2 separate regions of the Mus musculus genome follow, and region 1 is linked to region 2. A link is a contact called in public targeted proximity ligation data. All regions are on one chromosome and are shown on one strand. The core of a region is the stretch at or near the end of the contact, and the rest is flanking DNA. Distances in the headings are between cores, read along the strand shown.

Region 1 (2,700 bases), core at 66-2,565, 1.6 Mb before region 2:
CCTGCATGGGAAAGCCTTACATAACACAGCTCTCTGCACACACCCTAAGCATGTTGCCTTTCCAACCCCACAGTAGGATCTTGCCCCCCGCCCTCTCCGCTGGCGCGCACTGCAAAAGTGAAGGGTTCCAAAGGAGAGCAGGGAAGTCCTTCACCTACGCCCTGCGCTCCGGCCCCCACCGCCTACACACGGCCTCTTTCCCCCTCCGCTTTGCCCCTCACCCCCACCCCCACCCCCGAATTCTGGTTTGAATTAGTCACCGGCTCCAACCACTACATTCCTCAGGCTGCTGGAATCCAGCCAGGCGCTGGGGCGGGGGCCATCCCGCCCGGACGAGTTTGGGAGTGGGGTGGGGTGGGGAGAAAGCACCGCCCCTAGAAGGAGCAAGGGAGGTTCTGGGGACTGTGTCGATTGCACAGCCCCCTCCCCGCCCACCCAGCGCAGGAATCTCCCTAATTATGTCCCCCACCCCCCCTCCCACTCCCACCCATCCCACAGGGAGGCACGCTGCAAACTTCCAGGCTCCGACGCCCTGGAGAAAGAAGGGAGTTTTCTGGATCTGGAAACACAGAGGGGCAAGACTAGGGCGGGGCAGTTGAAGGGGAGCTGTTAAAGTCGCCGCTAGGAGCCAGAAAGGGAGAGGCTGGTGGTACAGAGCAGGGTGGGGCCGAGGGGAATCCGGACGCGAAGTTCGAGATGGAGGTGTGGGGAGCCGCGAAAGACAGCAGAGGGGGCACGCGGTGCAGGGGCGCGGGAGGGGCGATGGGGCTCTTGGAAACTTCTCCAGTAAACATGGTATAGGAACCAAGTAGCGCTCTGAGCCGCCGCCCCAAAGAGATGGAATCGGTCAGGGACCACCAGATCAGGAACGCCCTGCACTGCAGTTGGAACGACAATACATCCGCGGGAAAAAACTAAAAGCGCAGCAAAGCACACTTCGAAGCGATTTTCTAACTTAGTTAAACTTGGCCCCAACTCCGGAGAAAGAGCTTTACTCCCGAAGCGTGACGCGTCGCCTGCCCCGGCGGCCGCAAGCGGCCAGGTTTGCTCCCAACAGTCGGAACCCTCGTAGTGACACTACCGCAAATGCACCTTGTCCGAGTCCCTCTCTCCCCTGGTCGCCCGAACCCTGGCCCCACACCTTACCGCCCAGCGCTCCGCTTCCCTACCTGCGGGCTCAGCCCCAGGACGCAGCCATAGCCGGCGAAGGGCCCGAGGTCGCAGTGCTGACTGCTGGCGACGGCGAGCCCCAGTCGGGGCGGGTCTGGCAGGGCGGACAGTGCAGTCCCCGCGGCAGAGCTGCTCCAAGTGGCCGGGCCCCCGTGCGCGGAGGCGGCTCTTGTAACTCGGGCGGGTCTGCCCGGAGCTGTGGGGAGAGGGCGGGGCCGGGCGGGGCCCGAATAGGGCAAGGACCCGAGAGCACGACTAACACTGAAGCCACCCTGGAATGGGCCGGTGAAGGGAGAAGGTTGAGGGGGCTCAGGGACGAGGAGGCGTCGCCTTTTCCCCTCCCCTATCCCATCTATTGCTCCTGTCCCGGCTCTGGATCTTCCCACCCCATTTTAAACAGTGTGTGTGTGTTCACCGGCAAGAAATTCCTGGAAGCACGCAGGGGCACAGATTCACAGTCGGAATCCAGAGTCAACCTAGTCTGCAGAAGAGCCAAGAAGCTCAGATGATTCAACCTCGACCTCCAGCCTCCACACAGACCTTTGAGCTTTCTCTCAAGCTCAGATACATTAATCCCAGGCCCCAGCCTCCTCTCCCAGTTCCCAGGCTTCTTGCAGCCTCGCCCCGTTCCTCGCCTTCAGGCTCTCTCCTCTTCTACAAAACACACTGACTCTAAGACTTAGATCCGACCCCTAGGAATGGAGTCACCTATGCACCACACCACGGTGCTGTTCTTCATTGCAGCGACACCAGTCAGGCCTGCAGCTGTTGGACGCACCATGGAACAACTCACTCTCTCCTGTAAACTCTGTCCCCCATGCCTTTTGGGTATTTTATTTGGGGGAGGGAGCACAGACTGTGTAGCCCGGCCATCACAGAACTGGCTAGAACTGACAGCCTTACAGATTCCCCTGCCTCTGCCACCCTGGGACTAAAGGCATGAACCACTATGCCCCAGTAAGCTTGAGGAACCCAAGATCCAGCACTTTCTTTGCATTCCCAGGCCTTCTGCGCCTCTCACAGCTCCTCCCCCATATTTCCATTTGCAAGTTGCTCCGCTCCCCAATTTACAGCCATTTCCCACAGCCACTTCTAACTCTATGTGGATTTTATTAAATGCTTAATGATGGGGTTGCAGAGATGTTCTGGCTGCATCCCCCCTCCGCACCTCCCTTTTTCTCCTTCCCTATTGAGTTCTACCCTCTCTGGCAGGTGGCTACCCAGCTGCCCACTCCAGTTTCCCTTCCTTCCCAAATGCCCCAAGAGGCCTCAAGCTGGAGAACTGAGACCTTGGCCTGAGGCAGGAGCACCTTCGCTCCAAGATCATGAGTGGGCTGGGGCTGAGACCAGCCCTGCCCTGTCCTCTGAAATGGCAAACATGTTTGCAGGCTAAAAATATCAGCCAAGTCTGCTGCCAGCCCTGGGGGCTGTGTCCAGGTCCAGTTACCACACAGGGTACAGGCGATGGGGGGAGGGAGACAACAGAAGGGAGTGACAGAGAACAGACACAGATGTAATGGACACACCAGG
Region 2 (2,779 bases), core at 240-2,739:
TTTGGTTTTTTGGTTTTTTGGGTGTTTTTTGTTTGGTTGGTTGGTTGGTTTGGGGGTGGTTTTTTTGTCTGTTTTGGTTTGAAGGTTTTGTTTGTTTGTCTTCCATTACTTTTTTTTAAGGTAGAGGTATAGAAAAAACATTAGATTCAAGATCTGGCTTCACTGGTGCCTTGCCCAGTGACCTTTGGTAGGTCAGTCACATCCGCTCTCTGGGCCTATACGCCTTTGTCTGCAAATGCACTGACTGAATAGCTAGCATCCTACTAAGCATCTTTCCAGTGCAGGACCACTGTTAAATCTAAGGCAGACTGGCCCTTTAAGAGCAGAAAGAAGAAAAAAATAAAAGAAAGAAAGAAAGAAAAAGGAGGAGCTGAGATTTTTTTCAAAAAAATAAAAAGGGGGGGTGGGGGGCGGGGGCTTATAGGGAGAGGAGCTCAAAGAGTAGAGAGCACTCTCCCTAGTACGGATGGAACCTCCGCTGATCTAAAGGCAATGAACCTTACAGAAGGGAGACAAAAAAAAGCAGTTGGTTTTAAGGGCCAACTAGGGCCGGCAGGTCTTGGTACAGCTGACAAACTGGGGCCAAAATCGATTCTGAAACGCGACAACGCACGGGTGGGGCATCCACCTTCGTGTGCGAACCCATCCCTCACTAAGACCTTCCCGACGTGGGGTATGACAGACGGGGGCCCCCAGGACGCAGGCTGCGCTTTGTTTCTCGTAGCGTAACCGTGAAGGGAAGAGTTCACGTCTCCAGCAAGGCCACGCAGAAAGGGATGGCATAACCGAGAACAGCGGAATCCCGAGCTATGCTACTCTGGGGAAAGCCTCAGAAAGGGACAGAGGGACTGGGAAGCCTTTAAAAGACAGACCACCTGGGAGTGTGAAAGAGAAAGGGCGGGAGCCGCAAGTTCCAGCACCTCGACTCCCACGTCGCTGCCCCCCCCCCCAAAAAACGAGCAACGCGGGGCCCTTTAAGGAGCAGGGATCCGCCCCAGCCCGGCGGGCAGACCCCGCCACGGGCAGGGAGCGCCCCGCGGGCCTTGTAGCTGCTCTCTGCGCCCACCAGGTGGCGCCCCGAGCCGCCCTGCGCTCGTCCCCCGCTTTGTTCGGCGGCCGAGAGGGGCCCGGAGCCGCAGCCCTCCCCTCCCCCACGCCGGGGCCCCCCACCCCCGGTCGTCGGCCCCAGATCTTACCGCCGTCGTCCTCCTCGGGCTCCGTGCCGCCGCTCGCTGCGGTGGGCGGCAGCCGTCGGCCCCGTGCCGAGGTCACTGCGGGCCCGGGGCCGCCCCTGCCGCCGCCGCTCCGGCTCCGGTGGTCCCCGCCGGGCTCCATGCGCTGCGCTGCGGAGCGGGGGCCCCGGGGCGGCGGGGCGCGGGGCCGCGGAGCCAGCGGCGGCGCACGCGGGGCGCTCGGTGCGCGGGGCCCCCGGGCGCGGGGCGCATTCACGGGCGGCCGGCCGCACGGACGGCTGACTGCTCGCTCGGCAGCGCGGGCTGGACCGGGGTGGGGATTCCTGTCTGGGGCCCCTGGGGCTCCTTTAAGGGCTCCTGGGTAAATTTAAAGGGGCCGCGCGCAATTTCCTCCTGCCAGCTCGCGGGGGGCTGGTGCGGGGAAAGCGGGAGGTGGCAAGTCCGCAACGGGCGCTTGTTACGGACGCGGGGAGCACGGTCCTCAGCGCCCTCGTGGGTCCGCCCTGCCGCGTCCGCAGCTGCAGCTCCGGCTGGTAAAGAGTCGCCGAGGTGACCAGGGGCGCCCGTGTCCAGTCCGCTGCGACGCGCTTCAGCCACCGCCCCCTCGGGGCATCTCCGAGCGCGGCTCTCCGCAGCCCGCTAGCAGGGGACCGCCCGGTGCGGCGGCACCGTTCCCCTCTCCGGGGTGCCTCGTCCTCCCGCAGGAGCTGGGCGCGGGCCCCAAGCAGACGCGCCTGGCAGGGGCCCCAGATGGCCGCGGCCCCGCGGAGAGGGTGGAGCCGTGGGGGCTGCCGCGCCCCCTCCCGCGGGAGCCTGGGGCTAGCGCTGGCAGCTCTGGCTTCTACCGGGGAGGGGCGGCGGGGCGAGGTTTCCCTGGAGCCGGCCAGAGTGAGGGCGGCGGCCGCGAAAGCGCAAGCCGGGAAGAGGGGCGCGCAGAGGAGTGTAAGAGAGCTAGCACGCTGCGCCTGGCCAGCCGGCGTTCCGAAACAGAGGTGGCCCTGGGCTGGAAGCCGGAAAGAGAGGGAGACTGCGGCGGTGATTCAGGCTCCTGCCCCCGCAGGCCTATAGGTACCGGGTGAGGCACTCCGCTCAGCCCCGGGCTCCTGCACAGGACGAAGGTGCAAAGAAGGGACTGGGATCCTGGTGATGGGCAGCTGGAGATTCGCATCCCTAGGCTGGAAAACCCTGGGGCGAATTCTGGCTTCGGCCGAGGGACACCTTCAGGTCTCAGGCTCCCGGTAAGCCTGGAGAAGGAACCTCGAAAGGTTGTAGGGTCGAGGCAACCTGGGGTCCTGCCAGGGCCAGCTGGAGAAACAGGTCCTCCCTTAGCCTTTGGTTAGTCGTCCACAACAAAGCAGAGGCCTGGAGATCCAAATTACAGGATGCCAGAGACCATGAGGGTCTAGAAGTGGGTTTTATTCCCTCCCTGTCGGGGAGGCACACCACAGTCAAAGAAGGCACCATTCATGGAGTCATTCTCACACTTAACACCTACTATGTGCTACAAGAGCTGACACTCTGGACATGCAGCAGTGAACAAGATTGCTACTAATGCGGGTAACTTAGACATCCTCAGTTTATAAAAA

Evidence for each region.
Region 1: a contact with region 2 is called in a targeted proximity ligation map of embryonic forebrain, with 5 times the contacts expected there. A contact is called at or near these places in 3 of 130 datasets of targeted methods (embryonic forebrain, pancreatic cancer cells and stem cell-derived neural progenitor cells).

Annotation. Positions count from the first base shown.
Region 1 is chr19:8,987,899-8,990,598 of GRCm38.p6, reverse strand. Ahnak (AHNAK nucleoprotein (desmoyokin)) reads right to left here and starts at 1,315. Exons shown (of 5, transcript NM_009643.2): 1 at 1,170-1,315.
Region 2 is chr19:7,416,335-7,419,113 of GRCm38.p6, reverse strand. 2700081O15Rik (RIKEN cDNA 2700081O15 gene) reads right to left here and starts at 1,489. Exons shown (of 5, transcript NM_175381.6): 1 at 1,197-1,489. The coding sequence starts at 1,335.